Linked DNA regions of Mus musculus: all the other regions are linked to region 3. The links are chromatin contacts, called in public Hi-C and HiChIP or PLAC-seq maps. All regions are on one chromosome and are shown on one strand. The core of a region is the stretch at or near the end of the contact, and the rest is flanking DNA. Distances in the headings are between cores, read along the strand shown.

What was found. Hi-C and Micro-C count contacts between places; a contact is called where the count stands out from the background. HiChIP or PLAC-seq counts read pairs in DNA pulled down with a chosen protein or histone mark.
Region 1: a contact with region 3 is called in a FOXA1 HiChIP or PLAC-seq map of pancreatic cancer cells. The contact joins the promoter of Vtcn1 here to the promoter of Ptgfrn in region 3. A contact is called at or near these places in 1 of 39 promoter capture datasets (hippocampal neurons), 1 of 115 datasets of contacts at active chromatin or transcription factors (pancreatic cancer cells) and 1 of 9 other capture datasets (pancreatic islet).
Region 2: a contact with region 3 is called in a Hi-C map of adipose-derived mesenchymal stem cells, with 2.3 times the contacts expected there. The contact joins the enhancer-like site here to the promoter of Ptgfrn in region 3. A contact is called at or near these places in 5 of 39 promoter capture datasets (the 3T3-L1 cell line, the C10 cell line, cranial neural crest and 2 more), 4 of 484 Hi-C or Micro-C datasets (the HPC-7 cell line, adipose-derived mesenchymal stem cells, embryonic fibroblasts and 1 more) and 1 of 115 datasets of contacts at active chromatin or transcription factors (astrocytes).

The regions. Positions count from the first base shown.
Region 1 is chr3:100,823,874-100,826,809 of GRCm38.p6, reverse strand. Vtcn1 (V-set domain containing T cell activation inhibitor 1) reads right to left here and starts at 1,351. Exons shown (of 6, transcript NM_178594.3): 1 at 1,220-1,351. The coding sequence starts at 1,251. Gm32720 (a long non-coding RNA gene) reads left to right here and starts at 242. Exons shown (of 3, transcript XR_375902.2): 1 at 242-571; 2 at 1,804-1,992.
Region 2 is chr3:101,459,909-101,462,932 of GRCm38.p6, reverse strand. Igsf3 (immunoglobulin superfamily, member 3) reads right to left here. Exons shown (of 11, transcript NM_207205.2): 11 at 1-3,024. The coding sequence ends at 2,896. Among named protein-coding and RNA genes, the nearest start is that of Gm40109, 46 kb to the left of the region's middle. Within about 2 kb of position 1,337, at least 58 of the 459 cell types and tissues checked have an H3K27ac peak or open chromatin away from gene starts, as enhancers often do. A contact at or near this core is called in adipose-derived mesenchymal stem cells, astrocytes, embryonic fibroblasts and 1 more, where this site is marked.
Region 3 is chr3:101,108,788-101,111,901 of GRCm38.p6, reverse strand. It overlaps Ptgfrn (prostaglandin F2 receptor negative regulator), which reads left to right and starts at 1,736. Exons shown (of 9, transcript NM_011197.3): 1 at 1,736-1,810. The coding sequence starts at 1,762. Gm52612 reads right to left here and starts at 2,936. Exons shown (of 1, transcript XM_030252967.1): 1 at 162-2,936. The coding sequence starts at 1,992. The coding sequence ends at 1,351.

The sequences.
Region 1 (2,936 bases), core at 102-2,601, 280 kb after region 3:
GCTGGTGCTTTCAAAATGCTAGCTCCTGACACGGGTGCTTCCGACTGCCATCCAGACAGGCTGAGGCTTCTGGACAAAGATGATTGACACCTGTTGCTCCTCAGGGCGTTGGCCCAGCACAGTGAGGGAGGGGTGCTGTCCAGAGCCCCTCTCTGCTGATCCTGCAGAGCCTCTGCCCCGCCTCTTGCTGAACATGAGTGAGGGAGGTGGAGTTCTCTTTTAAGGGAGGAATTTTCTAGGCTGTGTGGGAAGTGATGTTCTTTACAGACTTTTCATTGTTAATCACTCTCCTTTCTGCCACCTCACCCTCCTTTTCTTTTCTTAACTGGAAGAGGCACATGAAATTGGAAGACTGGGTCTTCAAACAACCCCTAGAACCAGCATGTGTGTCTTCCTAAAAACTGTTAATGAGTTAGGACTGACACTGAAATCATCATCTATTTCCTAGTGGGGGAGAAGGAGATTGGAGGATGGGCCAGGCCGCCACCACCACCACCACCACCATCACCATCAACAACAACAACTACAACAACAAAATCCTTTCATTTTCCATCTCTTTTCAATCAGAAAGGTAAATGATGTCCTAACGGGGAACCTGGAGTATAGCTGAGGAACAGTAGGCGGCAGGTGGGCATGCGTCTTTTTATTGTATTTTATTTTAATTTGTCTAGTGGGTTATGTAGCAATAACCATCAGGGTGTCCTTTCTGGGCTCTCCTGGGAAAATGAGGGACCCCCACCTTGCAGCCGAGATTGGGCTGGAGCTGGGTGTTAGTGTGAGACTGCAGAGACAGTATGCCCACAGGAAAGTGTTGAAACACGTCTGTCTGTCTGCCTGCCTGCTCACCACCAGCCCTGCTCTCCATCCAACCTCTGCAGCTCCATGAACTGGGTTTACTGTGCCTGAACATCTCAGCTGAGTCCTCAGTGTGGAACACACAGTTTTCAGTCCACAGCTGCCTTAGTAGGGATGAGTCTTTCATAAGAAAGAAATCACCTACCAGAACCTTCCCTGAGTCTGGGCAGTTGCTCAGGGCTGCTAAAGTTGCTTATTAACCTCTTCCTCTCCCAGTGCTGGACCGGATAAAGTGCAAGTGTGACCCTGTAGCACAGCCCACAGGTTCTTAGCACCTCCCAAAGACCCCACCCCTGTTCTCAATTTAGGGAGAGAGAGAGAGAGAGAGAGAGAGAGAGAGAGAGAGAGAGAGAGAGAGGATTACCTCCAAAAGATGATCTGCCCCAAGGAAGCCATGGAGAGGGAGTTCCTTCCCACAGTCCTGCTGTGTGTGGGGCCAGATTTTGGTGAGTGGAGCTGCCTGCCTGCTGCTGCCCTCCTGGGTGTTGTGACTCACATCGGGTTCCTTTGTGCTGTCTTTAAATAGTGCAGGCTGGGAGGGGTGCATGTAGCTGTGGACGGCTCAGGTATGAGGAAATAGCTCCGTGAAGCCAAGGCCCAGGGATGCCTTTCTAGGCCCTGACCTGTGAAAGGGTGAGGAGAAGTTTCCCAGTCTCTACCTCGGGGCTTGAATTCATACAGGTCGCTATCTTTCAATTGCACAAGGCCACAAGGAGGATCTAAACTCACTGTCTGAGGAATTCCAGGAAGCTGCAGGGTTGGTAGAAATGCTGATCCCTGCTGGTGTTGACCTCAGACCTTGGCTGGGTCACCCGTGATAGAGTTTCTCTCTCATGCATCTGATCCCTGCTGGTGCTGACCTGAGACAGCAGACTAGGTTGTGCCCCCCCCCCCCATGCCTCCCCTAGAATCATTCTCTACGTTCAATTTCTGCTGGTGTACTCACAGAGAGGCCATGAGCTGAAGCTACAAGAACCCTGGTGTGCCCTGGTGTTGAAGAACTCTGACAAAGCTAAGTGAGGAGATCTGATTTCCTTTCAGGGAGAGGGTGAGGGGACCTGTCCCTACTCCCATTTCTTAATGCTGCTTTGAGGTTCCAGAGATGTTGAGAATATATTGCACAGAAAATTATTCAAGGTGAGTGGATAGCATTCTGAATTTCATGGCAAGGCAGCTCTCTCTCTCTCTCTCTCTCTCTCTCTCTCTCTCTCTCTCCCTCCCTCCCTCCCTCCCTCCCTCCCTCCCTCCCTCCCTCCCTCCCTCCTGTCTTTGAAATGGGTCTCACACTGTAGCCCTGGCTGGCTGGCTTGAAACTTACTAGTTTCACAATTGTAGCCCAGGCTACCTCATACTTCTATCAATCCTCCTGCCTCAGCCCCTGAGCACTGGGATCACAACCTAGGATGCTTTGAAAAGAATAAAGCTTGCTTCCTGCGTACCTCTTCTACCCTTGGAAGGGGAATGAATGCCTTTGATGATTAGGTAACTTTCCCAGGCCTTCTATGGCCAACCCAGAATGGGTCAGGGACTTTGGGAACCAGCAGAGAGTGGAGCTGAGAAGGAGAGAAGACTGAGTGGCAAGAGGAGAAAACTTCAGAAGAGAGGACTGAGCTTGGCAGTCAAGCACAGGGAGGTTGATTTCCTGGGTGGTCTCAAGAACACTTTGCCTTTCTCTAAAGCAGGGGTTCTCAGCCTTCCTAATGCTATGACCTTTTAATACTGTTCCTTGTATTGTGCTGACCCCAACCACACAATTATTTTCATTGCTACTTCATAACTGTAATTTTGCTACTGTTATGAATCCCGATGTAAATACCTGATATGCAGGCTGTCTGATACATGGCCCCTCCTAGGGGTTATGATGGCAGGTTGAGAACCAGTGCTCTGAAGCGTCCCTTAGGGAGTTAGCAGGTTTAGAAGAGGCCCCCTGTGCTTGTCCTCTCCCTGAAATAAGCAAAGAGCAACACCCTGGAACCTATGCAGTGTCCATGAAGATGGGTCCTTCCAGGGTTCAGGAAGCTGAGGTCCCTAGAGGCCATAGTTTCCTTAGATCTATACATTCTGAGCAAGAGCACAAAGGT
Region 2 (3,024 bases), core at 88-2,587, 350 kb before region 3:
GGCCACCCACTGAGCACAGTCCCACAGCAGGAGGTGGCTGCTTCAGTGAGGGGTAGGAGGCCATCAGACTCCAGAAAATGTAAACAGCGTATTGTCAACATAATTTACTACAGGTCTCTGCAGTGTATATAAAACGTCTTTGTGCAGTGGCTTACAAATAGCTTCTCCTTTAAAAAAAAAAAAAGAAACAAACCAACAGTTCTCTACTTCATGCACGGATAGTCTTCTTACCCCATCTCTGTCTTCAACATGAACGCAGAGACACCATTGTTGGAAACAAATATGAAGACTTGCTACAGAAACACACCGATGAGAGAGGGTGTGGTCATATAGTGTCCTGGGACAGGCCTAGCACAGTGGAGATGCTCATAAATGTGACACTGGAGAGGACAGATGTCAGGAGTCTCTCTTGAGTACTCTGATCTCGGAGGACAAAAGCCTCAACAGACAATATGCAGTGAAGCCTTCTAGCCACTTGAGGGCGCCATCACCATTTATCCGACAACACATGTCCATAGACCCAGCCACAGAGAGGTCCTGAGGGTTTTGGATTTTTCTTTTTCTTTTCTGTTTTTTTGTTTTTGTTTTGTTTTGTTTTGTTTTCATAGAAAGCTCAGAGTTTAAACTTTGATTGCATACCCCAGCCCTGCAGAAAATACACGCAAAAAACGGTTGTTAAAATACTGACATAGATTTCTTTGCTCCTTGCAAACGTCCTGCGGTTGCTTTGCATATTTACTTGAGTCTTCTGCTGCTACAGAGCTGATCTGAAATCTTAATCCAGGCCAGCCCTCTGGCGTCAATCTTCCCTCATTGACTCAGCCTAAAACTCAGGAGTCAGCAACTACCCACCAAGAGCCCACACCCATGAATCGAAGGAACAGAACAAAAGACATTCTTTCTTCGTGACTGAGCCAATTTGGTCCCTCTGATGTGTTCGTGCAGCAAAAATGAGAATCAGCAGGGCAGGCACAGGAGGATTAAGGTGGCGCTGCCTGGACACTTCTCAGAGAACAAGAGGGCCAGGAAGGATTGTCAGGCTGCATCTTGCCTCCTGCCCTCTCTGCTCAGCACACGGCCCACACCTAGCAGACTCCTCGGAAGGATCCATAACAGCCTGGCCCAATGACCTGGAAGTCCTGCAGCCTTTGTGTTGTCTGTTTATTCTCAGGACAAGGCTTTGCAGAAATCACTCCTTAAATTTACTTCCACAATCCTGGGTACCTTTTGCCAAGGGGCTCTCTCTTGGGACTCAGGATGCAAATTCCCCAGAGAAGATGTGGCCACTGAAGGATGGGGAAGAGAGGGGTCACGAGACCCTCAGAGTGACAAAAGGGAGGATTTACAATTGATGAGGCTCCAGGGCAGCTAAGCATCTGGCTTAACAGAGTGGAGGCAGTGGAGTTCAGATTTGGGGGCTGAAAATTAAAAGCCACCAGTACAACCAAACAACATAAACATACACGCGCGCACGCACACACACACACACACACACTCTAACAAAGGAAAGTGACAGCTCCTGTTCTGAGTTGTCTGCTGAAAGCAGGGGGACAACAAGAATGGCAAAGGGCTGTGCCTGGTCCTATCCGAGGACAATATCTCCATGGCACTGAGATTCGGGAAGAGCTGCGATGGATAAGGATGCCCTCACCGTCTCCGAGGAAAGGCTCACTGGAAGGAAGACAGAGGGAAGCACTCCTCCAACCTCTCAACCAGGCTCTAAGACGCCCTCCCACGCTCCACTCTGCTAAGCTCAGTGTAGCAGCTCAGCACACTCCACTGGGCCTGTGCACAGGGGCCACTTTGGCCATAATGCTCCCTCCACTCAGGGCAGCCCCTTCAGGCTTCACTAGACATGTCCCCTTGAAAATTTGGCAAAGCACCTACAGAAGAAAGCTACCTGCCCAGGGGTAAGTCAAGAGACCAAGCTTGCCAAAGCCAAGCCAACAACCACCCGTCCCCCCCTCATCCCCAGTCATTGCCTTTGATCAGGGCAACCCTCAGAAACTGGGTGCCGCCTGGAGCCCTTGACCCTTCCTTCAGGTTGGCTCGTTTATTATTATTTTTTTTTTTTTCTTTTTTGGCAATGATGGGACTGAGCCTTTTTGCCTCCCTGACGGACTGGTTGGCTGGCCACCATCTGCTCCTAATAGGGTCCTGCAGGGTTTCTTCTGCACATGTGCAGTCAGTCCTTTGAAGCGAAATTCAATGCTTTCATCTTGACTATAAAGTGGTTCCAACAACTCCGGCTGAAGGAAGAGATAAGATACAAATTGGGCCCACGCTACACATATTTTTCAAGTCTTGCTAAGAAAGTAAAAAAAAAAAAAAAAAAAAAAAGAAAAAAAAAGAAAAAATGTTTGGGTATATTTTGATCCACGGGTGGCATTTTCAAATGTGCAAAAACAAAAATGTCTTGGAAGAGAATCCTTGTTACTATGAAGGCGTCTTCCTCTTGCTTATCAGTTGTGAGAGAAACTCTTCCACAACATTATGGGATCCAAAAGGAGAGGACCCAAGGGGCTTAAAAGAGTACATTACACAGCACAGGAAACCCCATAGCACCGATCTGAGAACATGAGTTAGATTGGCGAGTAGATGCGGCACCTGGAGCTACGCACTAAGTTACCAAAACCAAAAACTAGGAACCTAGGATGTTGGCATCATGACACCTGGGTGTGATCAGCTAACCAGGGCTGCCGCCCAGAGGCAACCATCACCTCGACCGGAAGCTTCCAACAAGTTCCAGGTCTGACTGGCTCCTGCAGAGAAACTGCAGAGTTCAGGTGCTGTCGCCTGTCCAATCACAGAGCACGAAGCAATGAGGAAAAGCCCAGAGGGCTCCCCTGACCCGACCCTGCCATGGGCAACGTCTGCTGGGAGTGGGCAGCCTCTTTAGTCAATGGCTCCCGGGTGGATGCTGAGCACCGGAGGCTCCAGGCAAGTCGGGGAGTAGTTCAGGTGAGGCTCCTTGATCCACAACAGGGGCACCCCGTTCTTCCCCTCTGAGTTCTTGCTGGAGTT
Region 3 (3,114 bases), core at 487-2,986:
ATGGAAAGAAACAAAAGAAAATTGACCTTCCTACAGAAATTCTGGGAAAAAGAACAACAGGAACATGGATAGGGGTGGGGGAAACTCTGGGAAAGGCTTGGTGGCAAGACAGAAATTAAAAGAAAAAAAATATTGAGGGGGAAATATACTCAACACCAAAGTTACCATACCATTTTATCTCTGTTTAATTGTTACCACTTTGTGACAGTAAGTAAACCTCCATTGTTGAACCACCAGGAATTTGTTTATTTTGGTCTTTTGAAACAGGGTCTCCTGTAGCCCAAGCCGGCCTTGATCTCTGTTTGAAGCCAGGGACGGATGACCTTGAGCCCATCCTGCCTCTACCTACAGAGTGCAGTGGAGGTCACCACGCCTGGCTGGGAATACAATTTTAGGAGTCTCTTTCGGAAGGGTTCACACCTGGCCAGTCAGTCGCATGTCAGTTGGCAGAAACGAGAAACGCTTGTGGAAATCAGAACAAGCTTAATGTTCTGCACCAGAGAAGGCAGTTTCCCCAGGAACATCTGTGATTTGTTTTACATATATTAATGAAAGGCCCGGGCGACGGAGGGGGTCACTGGATACCAGTGAGCCTTTCTGAATGTCTGATTCATCCTTGGGACGTTTTAAACAAGGAACGCTGATTTTCCCCCCAGAGCTGTGGAGTCTTTTGTATTCAAATCCAAAGCACAAAACTCTATTGTGGGAGGAAAAAGAGTCTTTAATGGAAACCCAGTTGTGTCCACTTAAAGCAATGAATATAGTCTCAGGCGGCAGACATACCATTTGAAGCACTACGGCTAATAATAGATGGTGTGGGTTTTCTTTTCTTTTCTTTTCTTTTTTTTCTTTTCTTTTATGGGTACCTTAGTTGGAAGTTGTTCTAATTAGTACCACAGGGACCCTGGAGAGGAGGGAGGTGGGCCAGGAAGGAGGCAGGCCCACCCAACTACAGGGTGGTGGGTTAGAGAGCCTTGTTGAATTTGATGCTTGGCTGAGAGTCCCTTGCCAACTCTCCCAAGCACATCAGGCCTCTGGACCATGAGGGGGTGGGAATTCACTGCCTTTGAAGCTCTTTCATTCCTATCTGTGTAATTATTTTTAGCAAGGGCTAAGCAGGTGGCTGGTGGCATGCTTAGCTGGAGACCAGAGGGTGTACGTGTGGGTTGCTGGCTGCGAGACACTCGTGGGGATTCCACCGCGAAGGAATGCCGGGCGTCCCGGGATAGGGCCCAAAAGATGAGGTTTCCAGACAAGTCTTCCAGGCCAACTTTTAAAGGTCGGAGGAAAGTTTTTCGAGGGCTGGGGGCCCGAGGGGAAGGCTGAGTGGGCTCGGGCGTCTCCTCCCCTTTAAGCGGGTGGCCCCAGCGCCTCCTCCGTTACCTGGAGCGGGGAGGGGCTTGGGAAAGTTTGTGTTTGTTGCTGGCAAAGCGCCGGGTGGGAGGCGCGGGCGGGCGGACGCCACGGCTCTTCCCTTTTGCTTTCGGGAGGCGGTCCGGGTTGCTGCGCCCTGGGATCGGCGAGGCCGGCTCCGGGGCCCGGCGGCTGGCGGAGGGCGGGAGAGGAGGAGGAGGAGGGCCGCGACGAGCCAGGTGCGCACGTCCGCGCCGGCGCTGGGCTCGCTCGGCCAGCGGGGAGAGCGGAGCAGGCGCGCGGCCCGGCGGAGCAGCCGACTCTGGAGCAGCCGGAGCTGGAGGAGGAGGAGGAGGAGCGGCGGCGGGGAAGGAGGAGGAGGCGGAGAGTCGCTCCCGCCGGCCGAGCATGGGGCGCCCGGCGCCGAGGCCGCTGCTGCTGGCGCTCCTGTCGCTGGGTGAGTGCGCGTGGGGCGCGGCGGGGCGCGGTGGGGCGCTGGGTCCCGGGGGGGCGCGGCTGCCGCTCGGGGCCTGGGGCACCCGGGGCGCCCGGGGCGGCTCCCGGGAGACCGGGATCCGGAGCGCCGGGCCGCCGGCCGGGCGGGGAGCGATGTGGGGCCGATCTGAGCCCGGTGCACATCCTCCTGGGCCCGCGCTCCCAGTAGCCGGAGCCGCCCGGCCTGACCGAGCCGGGTCCTCACGTGTGCCGGGGGAGTGGCTCGTGGCCGGTTCTCCCACAGCGCTCTCTACCTGTTGGCCACCGTGAGCCGGGCTCACCTTGAACTCCCGGCCCCGGAAGGTGCGGGCGGCCCCGGCCCGCGTACCCGGCTGGGCGGAAATGTGAGCCTTTGCTGTGTCCCGCCATAGCCGAGGCCGGTCGGGATCGCTCTTCATTCGCTAGCCCATGCTGAGTTGCTTTTCCAGGGAAGCAAGAGAATCCAACTTCCTTCCACGAAGGTCACTGGGTAGCCCAGCGTTACTGTGACAGTCTTGTACCATCCCTGCCATCTAGCCAAATCTGCCTCAGTGTTGCCTTCCAGCGTCTCCTGAAGCTAGCTAGGCTCGGATTTATACACAAAGACCCGAGAGCCCAGCTTTTCCAACTTTTCTACCTGTTACTTCCCTCGTTACTGCCCCCTTCTCCTTTACCCTCTGGAAACCCTTGGTGTCTCTCAGTGGTTTGGCCCAGTATCCCCTCACCCACCTAAGGAATCTTTCCTGGGCTCCCCCCCCCTCCATTTTCCATTCACTCCTTACACAGACACCATCTTCACATAGATACACAGGGTGATCTTAACCAGCCACTTGATGTATTTATTTAATGCCTGCCTTGGTTCAGGAAGGCAGATCCCCAAGTGTGGTTATATGCGTGGTTCCCTGTGACCAGTGGCATCTAGGACAAGCAGAATTCCAGACCCAGCCCTGGGTTCCCTTCCAAGCCCCTGCAGACGATGTATCTCAAGCTTTCCCAGAGCACGTGGTGTGTGTTGCCTATCCCAGCCTGGCCTCAGCTGCACAGGGGCTAAATGACTGCACTTCTGATGGTGTGAGGATCCCCGTGGGGACCTCCTGCCACCACTCCCCTTCTGCTGGCATTAGGACTTTACTGTCCCAGCTCCCCATGAGTCCTGGCTGCCTGTGAACTAGCCTTTCTGGCTGCTACTGTGATACTTCACCTCCGAGGGGTTTTCTGGAAATGACTCCCTCTAAGAACTCCCCTAGACATAATTCTCCAGCCACAACCCATGTACAGAAAACATCC